Regions from separate parts of the Mus musculus genome. Here regions 1, 2 and 4 are each linked to region 3. A link is a contact called in public HiChIP or PLAC-seq and capture Hi-C data. All regions are on one chromosome and are shown on one strand. Each heading gives the region's core, a stretch centred on a gene start, on an enhancer-like site or on the middle of the called end of the contact. The rest is flanking DNA. Distances are from core to core; before and after follow the strand shown.

Evidence for each region. HiChIP or PLAC-seq counts read pairs in DNA pulled down with a chosen protein or histone mark. Capture Hi-C pulls out chosen DNA fragments and counts their contacts.
Region 1: a contact with region 3 is called in a capture Hi-C map of embryonic stem cells, with 2.0 times the contacts expected there. The contact joins two enhancer-like sites. A contact is called at or near these places in 4 of 484 Hi-C or Micro-C datasets (all in embryonic stem cells), 6 of 115 datasets of contacts at active chromatin or transcription factors (bone marrow-derived macrophages, embryonic stem cells and pancreatic cancer cells) and 3 of 9 other capture datasets (adipose tissue, embryonic stem cells and liver).
Region 2: a contact with region 3 is called in an H3K27ac HiChIP or PLAC-seq map of embryonic stem cells, with 2.7 times the contacts expected there. The contact joins two enhancer-like sites. A contact is called at or near these places in 1 of 484 Hi-C or Micro-C datasets (muscle stem cells), 8 of 115 datasets of contacts at active chromatin or transcription factors (bone marrow-derived macrophages, embryonic stem cells, extraembryonic endoderm stem cells and 1 more) and 1 of 9 other capture datasets (adipose tissue).
Region 4: an H3K27ac HiChIP or PLAC-seq map of embryonic stem cells shows a contact between it and region 3, with 11 read pairs. The contact joins two enhancer-like sites. A contact is called at or near these places in 8 of 115 datasets of contacts at active chromatin or transcription factors (bone marrow-derived macrophages, embryonic stem cells and microglia) and 2 of 9 other capture datasets (bone marrow-derived macrophages and liver).

Annotation. Positions count from the first base shown.
Region 1 is chr11:8,720,376-8,726,723 of GRCm38.p6, reverse strand. No RefSeq gene overlaps it. Among named protein-coding and RNA genes, the nearest start is that of Tns3, 59 kb to the right of the region's middle. Within about 2 kb of position 3,278, at least 10 of the 459 cell types and tissues checked have an H3K27ac peak or open chromatin away from gene starts, as enhancers often do. A contact at or near this core is called in embryonic stem cells, where this site is marked.
Region 2 is chr11:8,808,263-8,814,924 of GRCm38.p6, reverse strand. No RefSeq gene overlaps it. Among named protein-coding and RNA genes, the nearest start is that of Gm36772, 12 kb to the right of the region's middle. Within about 2 kb of position 3,329, at least 37 of the 459 cell types and tissues checked have an H3K27ac peak or open chromatin away from gene starts, as enhancers often do. A contact at or near this core is called in embryonic stem cells, where this site is marked.
Region 3 is chr11:8,566,160-8,571,971 of GRCm38.p6, reverse strand. The region is part of intron 4 of Tns3 (tensin 3); the gene reads left to right. Among named protein-coding and RNA genes, the nearest start is that of Tns3, 95 kb to the left of the region's middle. Within about 2 kb of position 2,586, at least 73 of the 459 cell types and tissues checked have an H3K27ac peak or open chromatin away from gene starts, as enhancers often do. A contact at or near this core is called in embryonic stem cells, where this site is marked.
Region 4 is chr11:8,751,376-8,757,721 of GRCm38.p6, reverse strand. No RefSeq gene overlaps it. Among named protein-coding and RNA genes, the nearest start is that of Gm36772, 45 kb to the left of the region's middle. Within about 2 kb of position 3,036, at least 13 of the 459 cell types and tissues checked have an H3K27ac peak or open chromatin away from gene starts, as enhancers often do. A contact at or near this core is called in embryonic stem cells, where this site is marked.

The sequences.
Region 1 (6,348 bases), core at 2,029-4,528, 150 kb before region 3:
TTCCTTGGTGATGAACAGCAGTATGGAAGTGTAAGCCGAATAAACCCTTTCCTCCCCAACTTGCTTCTTGGTCATGATGTTTGTGCAGGAATAGAAACCCTGACTAAGACAGGTACTATATTATGACCAATCAATCAACCCCTCCTGCCTGCATGATAATTAGGTACTATCTTATGACCAATTGGCCCTTTCTACCAGTAACCCTAAGAGCCCTTCTATACCCTATCCCTGAAACAATAAAGTAGACTTGTCTCACTGCAGCGGTCTCTGGCAGTCCTTCCACCACATTCACAGTCATCAGAACCCTGCTCACCATTCCTGCTCCCTTTGTCCTCTCGGGCCAATGGCTAACAACCCCAGGAGAAGGGAGACCCACAATCCTCACTGCCCACTTGCCCTCTCTTGCCCCTTTGTATTCTCTTCCCTGTCGTCACCTGCCGCTTCTTCTATCCACCCTTCTTATCCAAAGAGGACTGTTCCTCCTCCTCCAAAGCTCATTTCCAGAACCAACTCATAAACACCAGATGCTCTGAATCTTCCTGCCTTGTGATTTCACAGCACTTTTAAAACTTATCAAGAGTATTGGTGCATAGCTGTTATCCCAATACTTGGAGTGATACACAGCAGGTTTCTAATTAAAACCGACAAAATTTTACTAAGACCCAGAGAAGGAACTGTTGAGTTCTGTGCTGGAGGAACCCATTCCTCTGGAACAGTGACCAGTGCTGTGGACTGTCGAGCTCTGTCTCCAGGACCATAAGTAACACTTTTCTCAAGACATGAACTTGACTCAAACAAAGTAGTGCAAACAGTGGAGTCGCTTTCTGTTTATACAGATCGTTTTCTTCTTTGAAATGTTGTACATGTATACAATGTTTCTTGATCATATACACACCCCCACTCCCTACTCCAGCTCTGCCTCGAGTATCCCTATATCTCCCTCCCAATTTCATATCTTCCTTTTATTTTTACTTATTTATTTAACCCACTGAGTTTTATCAGTGCTGTCCATATGTACTTGAGCATGGAGCCACCCACTGAGGCAATGGGAACTTACCAGTGGCCACACCCCCAAAGAAAAGTGATTCTCCCACACATCCTCCCCCCCACCCCCAGCAGCCAATAACTCTTCGGTTCCTGTGACCTCAGGAGCCCCTCTCCCTTCTTTGCTGAAATTTTTAACTCTCTTGCCTTTGAGCAGGTTAGCAAAGTTGTCACGAGTTCACATGTGCAGCCCTTGTCATGTTCAAAGGACAGCATTTCACCATACCCCTTCCCTTCTCCTGGCTCATACATTCTTACTGTGCCCTCGCCTGCAATATTCTGAACTTAGCAGTGGAGATGTTACAGATGCCCCATCTATACTATACCTGTACGTATATGGAACTATAGTCCCATAGTCCCCCAGTCATTTATCCTTAGAACTTTGAATGCACCCTGTGGGATCTCTCTGAAATCTGGCTTCATGCAAATAGGGATTTCCCACCTGTCCCTGCATTATCTATTGTCACAGGGTGTCCTGTTAAAGTAAGACAAGTGGCCTCACCCAGTCATTGGAAGTTGTTAGAAGATAGGGTGTTTTAACAGCATTTCAGATTTCTGTAGATGTCTTTCCCTGGTGATGCAGCAAAACTTGACAAGCAGCAGTTTCTTAAAGCTTGTTTGCCTTGTAAAAATCAAAACCCACATTAACAGTGGGGTGGGGATGGGGAGTTAGAGTGATGGCTCTGTGCTTAAGAGCACTTGCTGCTCTCCCAGTGGACTTGGGTTTGGTTCTTAGCACCCACACCACAGTTTATAACAACCTCTAACTCCAGTTCCAGGGGTCCAGTACCTTCTTTTGACTTCTGAGGGCACCAGGCACACATACCACGCACAGACATACATGCATGCAAAACACTCATACACATAAAAGTATTCTTAAAATCCTTATCAGTGAGTTCACCAATCTCTATGATCCTTACCCAGCGGCCCCTGAATCTCTTGACTGAGTGCAACTATGTAAGGTTGCTTGATAAACACTGACTCACTGAATAAAACAGAATATTGATTTGTTTCATTATTTAATTGAAAAAAAATCCCATTTGCCAAGAGAAACTCCTTCCTATAAAAACAGGGTCCATATAGAAGGCCTGCTTGAAGACATGCGACATAATCATCTCTGTGGCATGGTTTGAATGCCAGGGTTTGAATGTCTAGAAACTCAAAACTCTTGGAAAATTATGCTTATGATAGCATTCCCCTCGGAACATTTTCATCCTGGTAGAGTGAATTAAGTGAATTTTATGTTTCAGATGGCCCAAGCCAGCCTTTTCTGTACCACTTTAAAACTACACTGAGAAGGTACATTGTACACGTCCTCTTTCAATCTCCAGCCTTATACTCTGAGTGAACAGGAGGAGAAAGAAGAGCTAGCAGACAATGAAAAGCAAAGATGTGGCCTTGGGACAAGACCTCCCTCCATCTCTCCTCAGTGAGGTGTTGTGCACCAGTCAAGACACCATGGAAAAGGCCTAATTTTAGGCCTAGCAAAATGCCTAGCACACACCATCTGCCCTGGCCAGTCACAGGCAAGGTGTTTGTGAGTGTAGAGGTGATTACCCACATGTGAGTGTGGGCATGTGGATGAGGCAATGGTTGGGGGGGGGGGGCTTGCATGAGTACAAGTCAGAGTGCAAGCTTGTGTTTTCTCAGCCCTCTTCCGCTACTGTCTCTGAATTTGCCTCCCTTATTACCTTCCCCAGCCCTCTGTGCATCCGATTAAAATTCCATACCCCCCTACCTAAAGTCCCCCAGCTTCACTTCCTTCCCACTGGCAGCCACAGCACTGTGAAGATTTTATATTCCCCTCCTGCCCAGCCCCCAACACACTATGAGCTTAACTTCAGCAGAGCCCACAAAGGCAATCTTAAATCTTGTGCCCTAGCAAGTGTTTCTTCCACTTAGAAATTTTAGTCTCCAGTGCACCTATAGCTTGATGTGTTTCTAGAGAATGTAAGCTCCCCCTGTAACTAATATAAGGAGTGGCCTCACGTGCCCTGTTCTGGGTCATACTCCCCAGGCAGATAGAGGTACCTGTCTGAGAATCTGCTTGAACATGGGCTGAACCCGTGGACAGTGCTGTTGGGTCTACTGCAGGGGTTCTAAGACATTACATTCAAGTTAGATAACAAGAGGGATGGCCAGTTTCAACCCTCTCTGGCTTTCACTTGAGCTGGCTCCATATACATAGCAATAGATCCCTCTTCACAGCACTTACCCGTCCTCCACCTACTCTTGTTAGGGGAGTAATGGATGCACAAGAAGGTCTCTTGTTTTCTTTCTTCCTATGTGGCCACGTATTGTCCCCTTTACAATGGCTGCTCTTCAATTTGCTTTTCCAGCTGAAGATACTGCAGTCACCATCAGGTCTCCTCTAGCTTCCCCTGGGCCTTTGTAGGGCTTCTCTTTGATGTGCTGTCTCATTTGTTTGAGTACCACCGACACTAGATTCTTGCGGCCTTCAATTGAGGGACCAGCTGGGTGGCCTTGCTCTTTTATGCAGAAGTGTTGAGAAAGACCTGTCAAACCCTGGGGATAATTAGCCTTTATTTCTTCTCATTCAGAGAGATTGTCACTCAGCACAGATGTGGCCTGAGGATGGCTGCTTCTCTGAAACACCCCCCACCCCCTGCATTATGGTTACCTGGTGGGTTTGGAATCCGATTTCCATCTTCACAGTCCTTGCTTGAAATGGGACCGTTGTTGCTTCACAAGGCAGTATTTTCTTCAATGAATATAAATATAATCTAACTGTCAAGTGCTATTGTTTGGAAGCTTGAGGATAAGCAAATAATCCTTGGTGGGAAGAGGAGTAAAAACAATAAGATGGGCTTATGGTCCTCCCATGGTCAGAGTAAGTGGTACAGATGTCTCCTTTTAATGTTTATTTGCAGATCTTTGTAGATCTACAGGACTTTGCAAAGGTGGCCCAGAGAAGTTCCAAGGATAGCATGAAAAGCAAAAGGGGACCCTGGTCAGTGTGTGTGTAACTGCATCTTGTTAGCATGTCTGAAGCTACTTGGTCATTGCAATTTTAAGTCTGGCTCAGTTCATAGCATAAGCATCTCTTTCTGTTATCTCTTTGGGCATAGGTCCCCTTAACCACATAACTCTAGAAACCACACATTTGTTTCCTAAGTATCACAGAAAAAGGGAAAGAAAAGCAATGCTCATGTAGCAAAGAAGACACATCTCACCAACTACAACATGCAGGTGGTAATTGCATGGAAAGGTCAGAGCGCATTGTCCAGAGGATGTGCAAGTTATCGAGACACAACACTGCTCGCCTCTCAGCATAGCTTCAGTCAACAGAGTGATGGCCCCCCAGATGATTGGCAGGTTACAGAATGAGAAACAGTACAGTCCATTTGGAAGTTATCTTCACCACTTCTGTACTTTTAGTTTTTATTCTGTCACTCTGTCACATAACATCTCCAAATGTCAACCAATTCATTCTTATCATTCTTACCTATTGCCAGCGTACAACCATACTCACGAAGATTAACAAAATAATGCTCTCCACACGTGCTGTCATTTGGATGAATCTGGAGCAGGCCTGGGCACTGGATTCATAACTGACATTGTGGGCGGGAACCCTAGAGTCCAAAACAGAGCTGATCCTCACAGCTGACTTGAGGAGCCTTCTGGAGAGGCAGTTGAAGCATCCACTGAATACAGCTTGTGTTACCTGTACTCTGTGACCAGTTCAAATGTTTCATGGTGCTCACCATATGCCATATCCCAAGCACTGGCATGTCTCTGCTGTACTGATACTCAGAAGCCTCTGTCCTCTTCTGCCCCTGTCCACATAACCTTGTGTTCTCAGGATCACCTTCTATACTGTCCCAGAGTCCTGGCCTCATTGTACCATCTTTAATTTTAACTTCCTGTGGAAACCTCCCTGATGCCTGCCATCTCTCCAAGCTCTGGGACACACAGTGCCCAATAACCTTTACAGGCAAGTCCTCAGCAAGTCTGCTGAGGACAGTGCTTGCTTACCTACATTTTGCAGCTGATGACAGACAGAGCTATACAGCCTGGATTCCTAACCGACATGGCATGTGGATTTTCATCTTCATGAGATAGGCAGAGGGCTGCTGTGGAATAAGACCCAAAACACACAATTTTCAAACTCAATCTCTGCTCAGTTCCGCCACCACTACGCATATGTCAAAGTCAGAACTTTCCAGATGTTGTGATGGCCTATAGCTTCAATGTTGCCAGGAGGAAGTGTCAATCCTCGGCTAAGAATAAAATGAACAGAAAAAAAAAAAAAAAAAAAGAACAACAACAAAAAAAAACCCAGCAACTTGAAGTTCAAAGCCATCTGAGATTCACTGCAGGTAGATATCTAAGAACAACAAAGCAAAGGTTCTAGCTGTGAACACAGCTCAGTGCCCATCTGAGATACACCTGGCACTCTCATGTACATCGTAGTAAGCACCTGGGACCCTTATTGTTTTTATGAATTAAGAACATGAACCCAAACCACACAAGGGCCCAGTGGAGAAGAGAAAGAAACTTTGAAAATGCCTTTGGCTCAAACACATGGAAGCCAAAGTTTCCAGGGATAGGAAATAAGAAATAACATATGTCCTGGTTAGTTACTATTATCAACTTGACACAATGTAAAGTCATCTGAGAGAAAGGAACCTAGTTGAAGAATTGTTTAGATCAGATAGGTCTGTGTCCATATCTATAGGCATTTTCTTGATTGTTAATTGATATAGGAGGGCCCAGTCCACTGTGGGCAGCACCATCCTTAGGCAGGTGGACCTGAGCTATATAAGGAAAATATCTAAGTACAACCCAATAAGCAAGCCAGTAAACAGCATTCTTTTTTTTTTAAATTTTTTATTAGATATTTTCTTCATTTACATTTCAAATCCTATCCCGAAAATCCCCTATACCCTTCCCATGCCCTGTTCCCCAGTAAACAGCATCCTTGCTGCAGCCAATTAGCTATTGGCTTTGCTTCCAATGGGACAATCTCAGGAGCTCTCTGGATTTGTGAAAGACAGACACACACTTTAGATTAATTTTGATATGCCATGACTAGCTTAATGGCTGGGCATTTCTAATCCTTCCTGATGCTAGCAAACACTCCCCCCATCCAGTACTCCTGAGTTAACATCTTTTTAAATCTGTATTTTAGCTGGGCAGTGGTGGCTCATGCCAGCCACTTAATTCCAGCAGTTGGGAGGCAGAGGCAGGCAGATTTCTGGGTTCCAGGCCAGCCTGGTGTACAGACTGTGTCCCTGTCTCGAAAAATAAAATAAAATAAAATCTATATTTCATCTCTGCTAC
Region 2 (6,662 bases), core at 2,080-4,579, 240 kb before region 3:
CCAGATGAAGGACTATAGGCAATTAAAACTTGCTAGAATTTTCCTGTGAAACAAGAACTCATGAACAAATTCAGAAGACAAACATCTAGGAGATAGCGGGCCAAATTACCCCAGGCAACTGTGAAAGAGTTAGTGTACTGGACCTACATAGAACCTCCCAGCCAATCAGAAGCAAGCATGTCTGTTATCCAGATAAATGATGTGAAAAAGCAAAGGGCAGAAAGGCAGAACACCCAGTCCTGTTTATGACAAGCCCACAGCAGCTGTGGACAATCAAGGAAACGCTTCATAAATGGCTGCCTCGTCACTCAACACCCAGCAGCTTAGCCCGAATCAAAGGGTCTCCAACAAAAGGGGTAGCCAGGAAGTGGAGGAGCAAGAAAATTCCCAGATGTAGCAGGGGATTCAGAGCCCCAGGATTGCTGGAGAAAACAACCAGGCATGTCACAGATCCACTTCTCATAAACATGGGGAGAGGGGACAAATGTCAGGTGGCTGTATGCCAAGAGATCTGGCTCTCCCACAGGCTTCTTGGATGGATGGAGACGACCAAGCTTTGCCTGCTCTTTCCTGGGGAGGCCAATCATAGTGAGGCCATATCTTACTTGGAGAGAAAACCCCTCAGGATCCCCAGACTCAGGACCTTGTCTGTCCCTTGTTCATGATGGATCCTCTGGGGACTCCAGGCCATGGTGTGGACCATGAGCCTCAGGGGACCAGCTTATTTATGTCAATACTGCTATAGCTTTCCTTGTGCCTGTGAAGATATTCTAGAAGGAAGCTGTGTCTACAGAGACTGAGTGACTACAACTGCATTGAAGTGGGAAAATTGGAATGTTGCAAGTCCAGAGCCAAATTATTTGGGGTTATCTTTAGCCCCTTAGTCTCCATTTATTGCCCTCCTTTGTATGTGATATGTCACCATTTGTTACCATTGGGTAAATCTTTTGGAATGTATGAATAGACCTCTTGTTTCCACCAGCTAATGTACTAAGACTGCTGTTAGATAGCACCTAAGGCTTACAACAGAGTTTCTTCTGCTTTGCTGCAGCCCGCCTACCTGATATACCCACCGGTGTATTTGAAAGGTGGGTTGATTTATCCCTCTGCTTGTTCTGTTGCTATATAAAAATGTTCAAGAAATTGATACTGAAGATGTCAGCTCAGGAACTTTAGGAAATTCCACCTGGCCCCTGATCACCTGGAAGAGAACCCCTCTGGAAGGGAGAGGCTAATTAACATTCCTCAGACCATGGAAGGGGCGGGGGGGGGGGGGTCATGGAACCATCAGCCACCTGTGGGTGGGGGAGGCCCAGGGAACATAGACACGTTCCATGACCTTTGGCCTCCTACAGACAAGGGAAGTCCTTGCCACCTCATTCCCTAAAGACCAATCAGTTTAAACGTCACACTGTTCTGCCAGTCACATTGTGCCTAATGGCTGCTGCTCTGAAAATTGTATAAAGCTCACTGACAAGCTGCGTAGGGTCACTACTTCTCCTTTGCATGTAGGACGACCCCAAAGAGTTGAAACAATAAATTCCTCTTGATGTTTGCATCAATTCCCAACTCTGCATCATTCACTCAGGGAGTCCCTAGTAAGCTAAGGCTGGCCAGAGTCTTACAATACCTCATTGGAATATGGTATTTATAGAGTTCTGAATCTGGGTTCCCTGTTATTCTCATTTGACTCCAGAATAAACCGTCTTCTTTTCTTTTTGTGGTGGGAGCTGTTTCTCTCATTGAAATAAGTAACGATGTCTCCTGTCTCTGCTACAGGAACCTTGCATCTTCTGCCATTACACTTGAAGTTGGAGCAGCCAAACTTGTGAACTGGTAGGGGGTGAAATCTCACACCTGCTGTAGCCTTGGAAGCAGCTATCTCCATCCACCATTCTCAGGGCTGGCTTTAGTGTCACGAGGGACTTGCTAGTCTGGCCAATCAGAAAAATAAGGTGGAAAGCATCCATTGTCAGCCTCTGGCCTCCAAGCACACACACACACACACACACACACATACACACACGCATGCATGCCTGCACGCATGGGCATAAATGTTTGCAAAGTCAGAAATATAACTTCATATGGAAACATCCGTCAAATTAAAACATCCGTCAAACCAGAAGCCTGGGGAAAGCATTGGTAATTAAGCTAATAGCAAGGAAATGGGAGACACTTTCTTAATAATAGTGATAGTAGGAGTAGTAGTAATAGAAAAGAGTATGATGAAGAAAGAAGAGGAAGAAGAAGAAAAACAAAGGAAGAAGAAGAAAGACGGAGGAGAAGATGGAGGAGGAGACGAAGGAGGAGGAGGAAGGAGGAGAGAGGGAGAAGAAGGAGGAGGAGGAGGAGGAGAAGAAGAAGGAGAAGAAGAAAGGAGAAGGAGGAGGAGGAGGAGGAGGAGGAGGAGGAGGAGGAGGAGGAGGAGAAGGAGAAGGAGAAGAAGAAGAAGAAGAAGAAGAAGAAGAAGAAGAAGAAGAAGAAGAAGAAGAAGAAGAAGAGAAGAAGAAGAAGAAGAAGAAGAAGAAGAAGAAGAAGAAGAAGAAGAAGAAGAAGAAGAAGAAGAAGAGGAAGAAGAAGAAGAAGAGAAGAAGAAGAAGAAGAAGAAGAAGAAGAAGAAGAAGAAGAAGAAGAAGAAGAAGAAGAAGAAGAAGAAGAAGAAGAAGAAGAAGAAGAAGAAGAAGAAGAAGAAGAGGAAGAAGAAGAAGTTGTTTTAATGTGTAGACAGAGAGAAGGAGAGAAGTCCTGTTGGCTCCGATTCTGGCCTAATTACTACTTCTTTCTTCCTCCTGGGCTTGGTCCTTGCTGGCCTCTCCTGACCCAGCCAGAGTGCACAAAGTGGACTGATATGTACACAGCTCTGTGTCCACATGGCTTTGATTTGGAAGAAAAGATGAATCGCCCCGGAGCTGGTAATCTGATCTTTGCCCTTCTGCTGGTAAACAGTTAAAAGATGCTCAATGCATTCCGAACCTCTTGAAATGAGAGCAGCAAACAAAAGAAACCAGGAGGGGCCTGGCTCTGAGAGGGGAAGCCATTCATCACCTTCAGGGAAAGGAATGTAAATAGGTTCAGATTTAGTCTCTGGTCCTCCCTGAGCTGAGGGGTTGGGGACGCTCGGAAACACTCACCTTATTTTGGTGAGTGGGCTAAGGGTCAGAGGTCAACAGGGCTGCTCCAACAGGGCCACACAATGAGAAGCTGTTTAAAATCAGAATTCTTTTTACTCTAATTTTTCAAAGCAAAGGAGTCAACCCAGTGGCTGAGCCCTGGTGGGGTCCCCTCTGTGTGTGTCCTGCCTCTTTGTCTTGGAACAATTCCAGCAATTACAGATCAGGAAACACAGAAACTGTCTCCAGGACTGTCAACTGCAAGTGGCAAGGTTTCCCATGCCATCATAGCCAAGGGATGCCTCTCTGCCTTGGGGAAGGCTGGGGGTGGACAGCTGGTCAGCTGTGAAATGGACATAAGTTGGTTCAGAGACAGCTAGTGGTCAGCACTGAGAGAGGATACATCTGATCAACCTGTGGCTTAAAGCATGGACATTGTCGTCAGAGGGAGCATAAGGGAGCTAGGCAGACTTCCTCATCCAGATGCAGGGGCTGGCTGTGAAAGGCAGTGTCTTCCAGGACACTGGTGACAATAGAACCACCTCTGCCATCGCTGCTGCAGGCAGGGATTGTGGTCACATGGATACCACGGAAATTTCCAAGGGTTCACGTATCTTTGAACAAGGATTTGTACGAGAAGTGAAAATAGGAATGGAGGAGAAAATAGTTCAATAAAGGCACTTCTGAAAGTAGAAGAAGACCAGGAGAAACGCCAGAGGCTCTCAGGCACAGTGCCTGGCCCTGGGACATTAGTAGATCTCACACTTTTTCTGTACATTCTGTTCTGTGTCAGGTTCAGTAGAGAAGAGGTCCCAGTCTGAACTATTTTATATGTTAATTTTTACCTCATTCATCTCGCCAAACCTGCATCCAAACCTCAGCCTAGCTGTTCCCAAGGACAATGGGCAACAAAATGAAGAGTCACTTCCCAAAGCTGAGGGCAGCCCAGACACCTCCAGCAGCCTTGGTTACCAGAGTTGTTAGGGGCAGAGCCTGGTTCCTGGCAGCCCTAATACTCTAGGTTTGGGCACCATAGTAATGGGACGGTAAGGAGATGGCTCAGTAGGTAAAGTGCTTACTGTATAGGCATGAGGATCTGAATGTGACTCCCATCTAAAAGCCAGCACCTATAAGCACAGACCTGGGAGATGAAGGGGCTCTCTGGTCAGTCATCAACTGAAACAGTGAGCTCCAGCTTCAGTGGGAAGCCATGTCCTAAAACAGAAGGTGTTGGGGCTGGGAGGATATTGAAATGGCTCATCAGCTAAAGAGGCTTGTAGCATAAACCTGACAACTTGAGTTCAAGCCCCTAAACTGACTCCACAAAGTACATGAGTGCCATGGCATGCTCGTGTACACACACACACACACACACACACACACACACACACACACACACTGTAAGTGCACACACTCAATAATAAAGTAGAAAGTGATAGAAGATGACATTTAGCCAGGCAGTGGTGGCACATGCCTTTAATCCCAGCACTCGGGAGGCAGAGGCAGGTGGATTTCTGAGTTCGAGGCCAGCCTGGTCTACAGAGTGAGTTCCAGGACAGCCAGGGCTACACAGAGAAACCCTGTCTCGAAAACAAGAAGAAGGAGGAGGAGGAGGAGGAGGAGGAGGAGGAGGAGGAGGAGGAGGAGGAGGAGGAGAAGGAGGAGGAGGAGAAGGAGGGGGAGGAGGAGGAGGAGAAGGGGAAGGAGAAAGAAGAAGAAAGAAGAAGAAGAAGAAAGCTGCACAGGCAAGCACAAACACATACACACACAGAGGGGGCATATACAGAGCACACACGAACACTCAGAGAGAGAGAGAGAGAGAGAGAGAGAGAGAGAGAGAGAGAGAGAGAGAGAGAGAGAGAGAGAGAGAGAAGGAGAGAGGAAGGGAGAGAATGAAGGAGAGGAAGAGGGACAGAGATAGAGAATTAGTACAGAGCTAAGAAAGATTTATTTAATATGGCCACAAGGGGAAGCAGAAAACAGAAAGCTATTCAGCCACATCCTCCCACCCCTAGTTTATCTTCAAATCCTGACATGAAGTTTAGATTTAAATATTGAACAAGAAGCATCAAGAACTAAGTGTCCTGGCCAGGTGTGGACCTGTCAAGCATTGAGCATTACTACTCAGGCCCCAGCCTCTTCTGCATGGTAATTGACAAGTTGCTAGAACTATGTGAGATATCCCTCCTCTGCTGATATTAGCATTTTCCTTTTCCCAGCAAAAGAACTTGGGGAAATTCTAACCTAGGGGAGACCACTCTTTTACTAGACTGATGTCCAAAGGGAGGCCCACAGTGTCTCTCTAGAATACCTTCATTCCTGCCACGATGGTTAGAGATGGCTTCACCGGTAGGGGATAAAAGAGGAGGAGGGCAGACATGCTATCTCCTGACACAAACACTCTGGCTAGAGAACACTGGGGAATGAGCCAGGAACTTGTGAACTGTCTTATTGCATACTGAAGGAAAACCCAAGGAAATGTACTTTTGTCGGTAACTGCCAGCATGCACCCTTTCCTAAACAGTCAGAGAAGAGAACAGAACAGGCAAGAATGGCCCAGTGCCTCCTTGATAAGCATCTTAGAATGTTTTACACTGTTTGCCGGGGTGAATGGATAAAGTGTTAACAAAGTGCCACAACCCACAAGACCTGAACAACAAACAATTCTGTCATGGCTCTGAATGTTCTGAAACTCGATTATCCAAGATGAGGGTTACTTCCTTCTAAGGTATTCAACAGTAGTTTCATCCCTGGATCTTTTCCCTTTGTATGTCTGTGTCCTAAGTCTCCCCATTTTACAAGGATACCTGGCACACTGGAATTGGGTCCATCTCCTCCAGCCTGACCTCCTCTGCTTGATCACATCTGCAAAGACCCTCTTCCTAAAGGAAGTCGTGCTCACAGGACCTTACAACACACAGGTTCAACCGTCACGTTTTTCCACATTGCTTTTTAGAGTTGCGAGGGTAATTAGCCTTCTTTAAATTTTTTAAATAATTATTTTAGACTTATTATTTTATATTTATGAGTGTTCTGCCTACACATATGTCTGTGTCCCACATGTGTGCCTGGTGCCTGAGGAGCTGAGAGGCCCCTATGTGGGTGCCGAGAATCTCAAACTCAGGTTCTTTGCAAGAATAGCAAGTGCTCTTCCCCACTGAGTTAAAAGTGTGCAATTAGTCTTCTTGAGAGTGCTGTATTCCAGGCAAGAAATCATCTACATTTCCCCACAATGAATTGCCATTTTAAAACAATAACCATCATCTTTTCTGGCTTATGAATGGACCTTTTTTTAACTGAGATCCATTTTTAAGTAAATTAGCACTATATAACATCATATATATGATGATCTGTAATGTATATATAGCTATATAAAATCAATTAGATGTTATTGTGTACCAAATCTATTCTTTTTTCCTTTTATTAGATATTTTCCTTATTTACATTTCAAATGTTATCCCCTTTCCTCATTTCCCCTCTGAAAACCCCCTATCCCATCCCTCCCCTCCCCCTGCTCCCCAACCCACCCACTCCCACTTCCCTGTCCTGCCA
Region 3 (5,812 bases), core at 1,337-3,836:
GCAGATTGGGGTGGGGTGGGCAAAGCCAGGGAAGCAGGCTTATGTCCAGGCCCATGTCACTTACTTGAGGTGACAAGTGGGAAGGTGTGAGGCCAGCAGCCCCTTGCAGAGGAGCACTGGGCCTTGCTGGGAAAGCGCCTCAGGCCTGTTTCTTACCAGCTGGTCCCTTCTGGTTTTCTAGCCCTCCCCACTTCCCTAAGGTGTGGGCATCACACCTTAGGTGATTCCTCATTTTGTCTCTTCCCAGAAAGCTCTATTATAGATTGCAGGTAGCTGGGATTCAGCGAGTCCAAAGAGGCACAGAACCTGAGTTTGGCAGGACTCTTGTGTCCCCAGAGTTGTTCACATTCTGTAGAAGCAGGCAGCCCCTCGAGGACAGCACAGATCAGCCTGGCTCTCTGGGCTGGCTGATGGAGACTCATTCATTACATATTTACTGACTCCTTCCCTAGCTTCTACACCATCCTGTAGGTTTCAGGGAAGCCTGGATGTCCTCGTTCTTAAGGTATGGGTGGCTGTGGACGGACAGGCTTTAAAGCCACAGTCCTGAACTCCTCTCATATGCTCATCTTCTTAGCTTTGCTTTGAAGTGTTCTTACCTCCCTGTACCTGTCACTGACTTGAAGAGAGTGAGGTCTATATTGGTGATGAGGGGTGACACCCCCCCCTAGTTGCCCCTCACAATTGAACTCACACCTGTCCTTTCACCTAAGGACTTGTGTGTGATGGGAAGAACAAATAGGGTACCAGAGGATACTCTATCCTGGTATTACTGGAGTTGTTCCAGTCAGAGTCTGGTTCCCAAAGCCCTAAAAGCTTAGGTTCAGCCACTGGTCCTCAATAAGCCAGAAACAAGTGATACAGAAAAGCAGAGAGAGATTTATTTACCAATATAGTCACACCAGGGAGAAGAAGAAATCAAGAGGTTCAATGACTACTGAGTCTGCCTTCTTGGACTGAAGCTTAGTTTTAAATAGAGTGCAAGAGTTTGCATAACTAGGCAGTCTTGGTCATGGCATGGTCCTGTCTGTCCTTAGCCCATCATTGTCTGGGTTCCAGTCTCTTTTACAACAGAGTCTGATCAGTAGTCAGAACTGTGTGAAATACCTTTATGAGACCAGCTTTCCCTCTGGCTGACACCAGGCTTCAGACATTTCTTCTAGCATTCGATTCTTAGAGAAATTCTAATTCTATTGTCCCAATAGATGGATAGTCAGTGTGAGGACTGTATCTCTCCATCAATACCTTGGCACTTACTGGGAAGTTAGAGGGTTGTAGGAACAACTCAAAATGATGTTTCCTTAACAGTCACACCTATCTCAGACCTGTAAGTCTAGGAGTGTGAACATGCAGGGTGAGGATGGGCCCACATGCACACATAGAGATATGCAGGGAAAAGGCCTTGTGATGATGACAGAGGCAGAGATCCCCGGATCCCCGGGGCTGCAGTGGTCATGTGAAGATGCAAGAGACAGGCCCAGTCTTGCATTTGGCCCTGCTGACTCCCCAGTCTTTCATTTCTAGCCCCATATGTGGGAAGAAATAAACTCCCGTGGTTTGGAGGTATGCAGTGCAGGGTTCTTGTTTCAGTAGCCTCAGGAAACCAATACTCTGGGACCATTGTCATATTACTTAATTGTTCTCCAGAGAACTATGGAGTGATGGGAGAAGAGGCCACTCTGGCTGCAGAGCAGTGAAATAGTCTTCCTAGGAATAGTATGTAGGAATAGCATGGATTCAGAGATGCTCTGTGTGAGGCCCATGCCAGGAAGAGAACTGATAGGTCACCCATGGAAACTAAGAAGCAACCTTTGTCTATGACCTGTCTGCGGCATTGGACAGGACCGTGACACCCCTTTCTCCAGGGAAAGCCAGGACAGCAAAGCCAGACTCCCAGGAGTTCCTTATGTAGCCAGCAGCGATTCTGTGAGCAGGATGCTGGTAGGCCAGCCAGGGCTGGGCCAGTCAGTGTTCATGGATGCTTCCCTGGGATGCCAGGATGCTGGTAGGCCAGCCAGGGCTGGGCCAGTGTTCACGGTTGCTTCCCTGGGATGTCTGACGTCAGCCCAGATCTTTGTTCATCAGTGTCTTGTTTCAGTTCTCTTCCAAAACATCTGAGATGCGGTGACCCTGGAGGCACAGATCTTTGAGAAGTCTGTGGCTCCTCCCATCCAACCACAATCCAGACTTTGATCCTTCTTTTTCTTTGATTTCACCATCCCCTCCCACACCTAAAATAACATCCATCTTTTGACTGTGTCCAACTGTGAGGCGTTTAGGCTTCTGGGTTTCTGGGAAAGGCAGTCCCAGAGAGGAGGTTCCTGGAAGCTGAGCACTGTCAACTGTAGCCGGGAGCTACACATCTCAGCACAAGTCCTACTGGGAAATGGAAAATCCCCCTACAGATGCACCCAACAATGCCAGCCTCCCCTGGCTGCCTTTGTCATCCAGTCTTTGAAAGCCAGGTTGGTTCTTGTTTGAGCTTTTGTTCTCCCTCTGCAGGTGGAGGTATTGTGAGGCAAGGCCAGGACATGTTGACCTTTGGTGGCGTCAGCTTATGCACAAAGGGAGCACAAAGCCCTAGCTAATGATTAAATGCCCACACTGGGTTGCAGCCCTGGTTACACTTGAGGTGATTGCTCGGTTCTTACCATCCTGTCCTCTCACTGTGTTTGCAGTTTTGGGGCTGGTAGAGAAGGGAAGAGGCTGGCAGGGTGACAGCTCTTGTCTTTAGCCCCCACCCCCTTTCCTTCTTCTGGCTCCCTGGGGACCAGTTCCTGAGCTGATTTCTCTTAAATAATGACCTAAGTCCCCAGGGTGGCATAGCCAGCTTCTTTCTGAGGGGCTCGTGGAAGCAGGGGTTTGAGTGATTCGAATGCTGCCAAGTCTGGAGGCTAGTTTGCCCTGCAGTAAGCCAGACAAGATGGCCAATGGGATTTCCTTTCTTCCACGGCCCGCCATGCATGTTAATGTGGGGCCATTGAAGACAATGGCCACGTGTGACTGTTGACAGAACTGTGACTTCGGGCGTGATCAAATATTTATTTGTTTTGGATTCTCCCCCCCCCCCAAACCTTTAGAAAACATCCTTACTAATTATTTGAGAATTGCATATAATTTATTGTGATCATTTTTACTTTATTCCTTCCCTAACCCCTCCCAGACCAAAACCAACTCCCTATCCCCTTCAAATTCATGCTGTTATTTTTTAAAATAACCTGAGGTCAAATTTGATACACACACACACACACACACACACACACACACATATATGTATCTATATCTATCTATATAACACATATATACACATATACATATACATGCACATACATGCGCATGTATGCTCCTATGTGTGGGGCCATTCACTGCACCATTATCAACTTACCAGGGGCTATACCCTTAAAAACCATGGCTCTCTGCCTTACCCAGATGCCGTCATCTCTCAGGAGCCCCTCAGTTGGAGGTGGAGCTCATGGACTGCTCTCTACTCTTATATCCAGAAGATGTTTTTCACTCCAACCTCCCCAGCTCCCTGGCTTTTAGAATCATTCCATTCCCTCGCCCTTCTGCAGTGGTTTCCTAGCCTTGAGTGGTATAGATGTCCCAGTTGTGTTTGACAACTCCACTGACATCCACTCTCTGTACTTGGACGCATTGTGAGTTTCTGTGCTAACCAGTGTCCACTACACAGAGATCCCTCCGATGTGGCCTGAGAGCGGACTGATCTATGAGTACAGATATCTGAATTTAGAGGCAGTTGATTAATTATGTCTGTTTTAGTAGAAAAATACTAAGTTATCCTCTAGGGCCCGTGAGCTCCCAGCTGTAGGTTCTTGGTTAGATTTACAAACTTAATACTGGTACTGTCTTTCAGCCTGCAGTGCAAGCCTTAACTCTAACTGGAAAGCAAAAGCAACATTCTTGTTATTGTTGCACCCATGGGCAACAGATCTTGCCTCACCAGGGTCATTATTGTAGCTCACAGGGTTCACAAGTGGGTAAGTCTGATGATCCCCCCCCATCCTCATCGCCCCCCCTCCCCGCCTGCCCAGGCCTACATTGTATCTTCCAGTCTAGTACTGTGAAAGCTAGCCAGCTCAGTACCTACTTTGTTTCTCAGTGTCCTGTGACTAAAGTGTGTGGTGTCTTCAGCCATAGGTCCTTACCTATTGGATACCTTACTTATTTATTATTCCTTAAATTGTAAAGCTCTTAGCCTATGGCCTGGTGACATTGTAAACTCCCAGTCATGTGGGACATCTGTTGGCATAGTATTTCAATGGTCTGAGGGCGTTTTACCATCAAGAGATGTGACCACCAAGATACCGTGCACTGTTCCCAGAATTTGTATCAGTAGCCAGTCTGAGAGCCAGGACTTGATCTCAAGTTCCTTCCATACTGACAAGTGGCTCTGGTGGCCTATTTCTACCCTGCTTCGTTGACGTATAGGGGTAGACCACCTGGACTGATATCTTCTGTGGCTGCAGAGTCTATTTGGAAAAGCAGGTGGTGTCTGGAGCAGTTCCCTGGGGTCACAGAGAGCAAACACCCCTGAGTGCCTGGCCAGCAGCAGGCTGCTGTGTTATGGAAGTCTCAAGCTTGTAGATAGTGGTTCCTGTTACAGCCGTGCTCCCCTAGTGCCCTGGGAACTTCCCATACAGAAGCCAGGACTTCTGTAGGAAAGAAAGCAGTTTTGTGGTTATCGGAAGCTGTCGCTTTTCAGTTGCTCAGTTATAAAGAAAGAATAAGAAGATTTGTGTGTAATTGAATGTTTAATTCAGTTGCACAGATGGGCACACATCTGCCGCTTCGTTCCCAGTGTGGGGAGTATGGGGAGCCACCTGCATCTTTTCTTCGGCCTTAAGAAATGTGGGGACTGTTTATTGGCTAGTCCTGGAGAGCAGGCTCAGGGGTACAGGATCAGGGGCTTCAGAGGAACCTGATAGTCCTAGATCCAGGTTGAGATAGCAGTTAGCTCTGTTGTTACCTTTGGCTGGCACATAACTTGGATCTATAGCTTACTTTTAAAACATTGTTATTTAAATAATAGTCACCAAGCTAGGAAACTCATTTCAACAATTTATAGATAAAGAAAAGTCATCACTTAACTCTTGTCTTCTTTCTTTTGTGCTGGGGATTAAGCCTTGGGCCTTGGCATCCGAGAGTGCCACACCCACTGCCCTTCCTTTCTTGTAGGATTGTGTCTTGGGGTTTCCAAAGAAAGGATGAAGGGGCCGCTCTGTGCTGAGTGGCTTGTACAATTCGCAAAGAGGAAGTGGGCAGCAGGTCATGTGCTGCCTTGGAGGAAGAACACCCCCACCCCTGCTCAGTTCTTACCAGAAATGGAACCAGAATCAGATCCAGCTCAGATCCATGGGCAGCTGACAGGAAGTAAGGACTGTGATCTGTGAGATAGTGCCTGGGAGTCAGCTGCATCTGGAGGCCCAAAATTCTAGTAGGTGAAAGTCAGCCCAGTCTTTAAAGATTGATGTTTGTTTTATACAAGCAGTCCCTGCAGAGGCCAGGAGAGGGCACTAGATCCCCTGGAACTGGAACTATTGGTGGTTGTGAGCCACCTTGTGAGTGCTGGGACCCAAACCCAGATTCTCTAAAAGAGAAGCCAGTGCTTTTTAACTGCTGAACCATCTCTCCAGCCCAGGCCCTGGTCTTTTAATCATGTGTTGGAAAAAGAAGAGGAAGGGCCTATTTCCTAAGGGAACCAAAGAGACATTCAATCCACGCCACAAGGCTTTATTTGGGTCCTCATTCAAACAGAAACAAGAACAAAATAGAACGAAACCATGACACAGAC
Region 4 (6,346 bases), core at 1,787-4,286, 190 kb before region 3:
TGTCCCCTCTTCTAAGTATGATTCAAGCATCCTCACTTGTGCCTTCCTTGTTTAACTTCTTTGGGTCTGTAGGTATACCATGGGTATCCTGTACATTATGGCTAATTATCCATTTATCAGTGAGTACATACCATGCAGAGGCTGAAGGAATGACCAACCAACTTGAAACCCATCCTATGGGCAAACACCAATCCCTGACAATATTGATACTCTTGTTATGTTTGCAGACAGGAACCTAGCATAACTGTCCTCTAAGAAGCTCTACCCAGCAGCAGATTAAAACAGACACAGATACCCACAGCCAAATATTGGACAGAGGTCAGGTCTTGTTGCATGCGGCTTTTGCTAGGCTGCCAAAGCTCTGGGAATGGACCACACACTACCAGCTCCCATGTAGAGAATATTGGACTGAGGATGAAAAACACAAACACACACAGTTGTTCAATTTCAACTTGCCTCATTGGTTCAATTGCTGGACATTATTAATCTCCAATGACTACCATGTCTTCCCCAATACTCTTAGCTCAGCACCCTAAATCTGTCCTCAACGTTAGTTGCTCAGCCACTTTTAGTCTCAGCTCAACATCCACAGTTCCTCACCTGTAGAAGCAGCCTGTGCCTGATCCACCTAAGATCTCACTTGTCTGATCTTGTCCCTCAAAAGCATGGCAAAATTTTTCTCCTCTCCTTGCATATACTAGCTTGTCTCTGGGGACCTAGAAGTACTGCCTGTCCTTCCACCCATGTAAAGAAGAATAGGTTGAATAGATGCCCATGGCATCTTTACTGATAGATCAAGAACCAAATGGGGAACAGGACCTTAGCATCAGAACCACCCCTACAAGGTCTCTTATGGAAGAGTGGGAGAAGGATTGAAGGCCCTAAGGTGCCTGGGAACCTCACAGGAGAACCAACAGAGTCAACTAACCTGGACCCCTGGGAGCTCTCAGAGACTCAGCCACCAACCAAAGAGCACACACAGGCTTGAATGAGGTCCCTAGGGCACATGAAGCAGATGTGCAGCTCAGTCTCCATGTGGGAACCCAACAACTAAAGCTGAGGACCTTCTTAAAGCTGTAGCCTGATTATGGTATTCATTCCCCAACAAGGCTGCCCTGTCTGGTCTCAGTGAGGGAGGATGTGCCTACTCTGGCAGAAGCTTGATGAGCCAAGGTGAGGGGATACTCAGGAGGGTCTCAACCTCTCAGAGAAGAAAGGAAGAGGGATGGAGGAAGGTCTTTGTGAGGGGGGGCTTACACAGGGGGTAATGTTTAATGTAAATAATGAATTTTTAAAAAAGAATTTATTCATATTATTCCCTTTTAAAACTATGAAAGTTTAAAAAGACTATATAATGACCAATGGATTAGAGCTAATTTATTCAACCTATTCTTCTTTACATTGCTTCTGTTTGGTATTATAAGCAGTTAGTTAAGAAATAAATTTTAAGAATGAATTTATGAAATTCCTAGGCAAATGGATGGACCTGGAGGGCATCATCCTGAGTGAGGTAACCCAATCACAAAGGAACTCACACAATATGTACTCACTGATAAGTGGATATTAGCCCAGAAACTTAGGATACCCAAGATATAAGATACAATTTGCTAAACACATGAAACTCAAGAAGAATGAAGACCAAAGTGTGGACACTTTGCCCCTTCTTAGAATTGGTAACAAAACACCCATGGAAGGAGTTACAGAGACAAAGTTTGGAGCTGTGACGAAAGGATGGACTATCTAGAGACTGCCATATCCAGGGATCCATCCCATAATCAGCTTCCAAACACTGACACCATTGCACACACTAGCAAGATTTTGCTGAAAGGACCCAGATATAGCTGTCTCTTGTGAGACTATGCCGGGGCCTAGCAAACACAGAAGTGGATGCTCACAGTCAGCTATTGGATGGATCACAGGGCCCCCAATGGAGGAGCTAGAGAAAGTACCCAAGGAGCTAAAGGGATCTGCAACCCTATAGGTAGAACAACATTATGAACTAACCAGTACCCCGGAGCTCTTCACTCTAGCTGCATATGTATCAAAAGATGGCCTAGTCAGCCATCACTGGAAAGAGAGGCCCATTGGACATGCAAACTTTAAATGCCCCAGTACAGGGGAACGCCAGGGCCAAAAAGTGGGAGTGGGTGGGTAGGGGAGTGGGTAGGAGGGTATGGGGGACTTTTGGGATAGCATTGGAAATGTAAATGAGGAAAATACCTAATAAAAATATAAAAAAAAAAGAAAGAAAGAAAGAAAGAAATTTTAGAGCCAGGCGTGATGGTGCACGCCTTTAATCCCAGCACTCAGGAGGCAAAGGCAGGCGGATTTCTGAGTTTGAGGCCAGCCTGGTCTACAAAGTGAGTTCCAGGACACCCAGGGCTATACAGAGAAACTCTGTCTCAAAAAAAAAAAAAAAAGAAAAGAAAGAAAGAAAGAGAAAAAAGAAAGAATCTTATTTCTCTTGAAAAAACATTTTTTCATGTGTATTAGCTATTAGTAGTTCTTTCAAGAGCTTTATGTCCAACTCATTTACCTGTTTATTAGTGGACTATTTACTCTTTTGATGTTTGATTTTTGTTGTTGTTGTTATTGTGGTGGTTGTTGTTGTTGTGGTTGTTGTTGTTGTTATTTGTAACCTCCTTCCAGCCTAGCCAGGCTGGTTCAGACCATCCACCACTGAGGCAGAGCCACCTGCTGTGCTGCTTCTCATCACTCTCCTTATATGTTACACTGCCTGCTACCTGCCTGAGGCCAAACCAGTTCTCCAAGATCTTCCAGAGTTAGCTGAGAACTGTGATTTTTGTGAGTTCCTGCTAAAAGACTGTTCTGACAACTTCACAAAAAACTTGGTGTGACTGGGAATGGGCCTCCCCTCTCCTTTAATTACCTAGCAAAGTTAATTTGGAGCTCAGCCTCCACTTCCAGAGAATCTCTGACCTTTCTGCTAATTCTCAAAGCCAGCCCTCCCACCCCCGGAGCTCAAAGCCTGAGCTTGATCATTGCTAATTTGCAACTGAATGGAGTAGCTGAACTTCTTCAAGGAAGCTTTTAAACAGTTGCTTTTTCACTGCCCCACCTTTGTTTCTCAAGCAGATCAGCCACCTTTCAGCCTGACTGCAGCAGGAGTAAAACCTCGCCTTCAACAGCACAGGTGGCAGTTATTATTCTCCATCAAGAAGCATTCTAAGTACATATTGTGGCTTTGGTCTGAATTGGGAGTATGGTGTGCTATGAGGGCCTGACAGTCAATGACGGGCACCAAGAACTCAGAATCATACCAATCTAAGACAGGGGTACATGCCAAAAGGCCGTGGCTATTGATAACACACCACAGGGTCATGTTTCTGTGAAATATGACACAAACTAGCTGCACGTACACTCTATGACAGATAAGGATGATTTGAGAAAATCTAAGATTTCCTAAGACAGGCGGGGCTGCCAGCCACCATAACTCCCAGGCAGGACTATAGAGCATAAATAAATTTTATGCCTCAGTCCAGTTTTGTTTTGTTTAATATTATTTAAAGTGGTGGTGGTGGGGGGGGAATGCAACCTCCTACCAGCCTGGCTGAGAATTGTGATTTTTGTGAGTTCCTGCTGAAAGACTGTTCTGACAACTTCACAAGAAACTTGGTGTGACTGAGAATGGGCCTCCCCTCTCCTTTATAAAGCATGTCTGCCACCATTAAAGTTGAGCCTTGATCAGAATACTGTTTTGGTTCCATTTCTCTCTCTACCTGCCTAGATTCCTTCTTTTCTTTCAGCTCCAAGATGGCTCCCAGGCTCGAACCCAGATATGAGAGCCACAGGCCGACCCCAACAATTGTTTTTAAATGTACATTTTATTTATTTTTTATTTTATTAGATATTTTATTAACATTTCAAATGCTATCCCAAAAGTTCCCTATACCCTCCCCCCACCCTGCTCCCCTACCCACCCACTCCCACTTCTTGGCCCTGGCGTTCCCCTGTACTGGGGCATATAAAGTTTGCCAGACCTAGGGGCCTCTCTTCCCAATGATGGCCAACTAGGCCATCTTCTGCTAATTATGCAGCTAGAGACATGAGCTCTGTGGGTAGTAGTTAGTTCATATTGTTGTTCCACCTATAGGGTTGCAGACCCCTTTAGCTCCTTGGGTACTTTCTCTAGCTCCTCCATTGGGGGCTCTGTGTTCCATCCTATAGATGACTATGAGCATCCACTTCTGTATTTACCAGGCACTGGAATAGCCTCATATGAGACAGCTATATCAGGGTCCCTTCAGCAAAAACTTGCTGGCATATGCGATAGTGTCTGGGTTTGATGGCTGATTATGGGATGGATCTCCAGGTGGGGTAGTCTCTGGATAGTCCATCCTTTCGTCTTAGCTCCAAACTTTGTCTCTGTAACTCCTTTCATGGGTATTTTGTTCCCTATTCTAAGGAGGAATGAAGTATCCACACATTGGTCTTCTTTCTTCTTGATTTTCTTATGTTTTGCAAATTATATCTTGGTTATTCTAAGTTTCTGGGCTAATATCCACTTATCAGTGAGTGGATATCTAGTGACTTCTTTTGTGATTGGGTTACCTCACTAAAGATTGTATCCTCCAGATATATCCATTTGCCCAAGAATTTCATAAATTCATTGTTTTTAATAGCTGAGTAGTACTCCATTGTGTAAATGTACCACATTTTCTGTATCCATTCCTCTGTTGAGGGACATCTGGGTTCTTTCCAGCTTCTGGCTATTATAAATAAGGCTGCTATGAACATAGTAGAGCATGTGTCCTTATTACCAGTTGGAACATCTTCTGGGTATATGCCCAGGAGAAGTATTGCTGGATCTAGCAGTAGTACTATGTCCAGTTTTCTGAGGAACCCCCAGATTGACTTCCAGAGTATTTGTACCAGCTTGCAATTCCACAGCAATAGAGGAGTGTTCCTCTTTCTCCACATCCTTGCCAGCATCTGCTGTATTTTTGATCTTAGCCATTCTGAATGGTGTGAGGTGGAATCTCAGGGTTGTTTTGATTTGCATTTCCCTGATGATTAAGGATGGTGAACATTTTTTCAAGTGCTTCTCAGCCCTTTGGTATTCCTCAGTTGAGAATTCTTTGTTTAACTCTGTACCCCATTTTTTAAATGGGGTTATTTGAATTTCTGGAGTCCAGCTTCTTGAGCTCTTTTTATATATTAGTCCCCTATTGATGTTTGATTTTTATATATTCTAGATATTCATCTCCTGTCAGATAAATACTTGCCACAGATTTTTCTGCTCAATTTGTAGGCTAATGCTTCACTAACATAGTTGGGTTCTCTTGTTTTTGGTTTTGCTATTCAGTGTGTTCTAAGCATGCACAATCATATTTATCCATCATGATTTCCTGGGTCATTTGTATCTTTGAGCTTGTGATGAGGCAAGGTGTGTAGGGCCATGCTGATCCTTACAATGTCCTCAAAGTATATTTCTCGTTGTCCAAATGGTTCAGATGTCTTTATTAACCACTGGGCCTTTTCTGTATAAACTATGAGCTTTTCAAATCCTCTTGGTCCACTTTACTTCAAATTTTCACTCTAAATTTGGATTAAGAAGCTAATAATAACCATCCCACAGCCTGACTTTGGACTGCTTTACACTGAAACTACCAGAGTTGTTAATGCCATCATTTTTGTATTTTTTTTTTTCTTGTTCTTTTCAGTCTCACTCTGTAGCCCAGGAACTATGTAGCCCTGGCTGGCTTCAGACTTACATCAGTTCTCCTACCTCAACCTCCTTAGTGCTGAGATTGCAGATATGTGCCACTGTGCCTGGCTAGCTCATCATATTTTGCAGCTCCCCACATAGTCTTAGGAAATGGGGAAAACATAGTCAAGCTCTCTGCAGGAGTAGCATGCTTTGCTGAGCTCTCCAACCTACCAGCATCCTAACAAGCATGATCCTAACTGCTGTTAGCACTGTGGCCTGCTGAGCCTCTACCACAGGCACAATACTCTCTCTTTGCAGAATTTTAGGACTCCTTCTCTGAAAATTTCTACATTTCTTCTCCAAAGCATCTTTCAAAGTTGAAGAACTGTATGGTTAAGTTTAGGTATAGCCACAATTATTATTCTTCCCTGGTACCAATTTTCTGTGTTAGTTTTTCATCATTATGACAAATACCGGAGAGAAACTATTTACAGGTGGAAATATACATTTTGGTTAACAGTTTCAGAAGTTTCACTTCATGGATAGTGGGATCTATTATTTCTAGGCTGTACTGGGGCAGAACATTATGGAGGGGAACAAGTACTAGATCAAAATGCTCACTGCAAGGCAGACAGAAGCATAGACTGTGACAAAGAGAGAGGATGAGACATATCT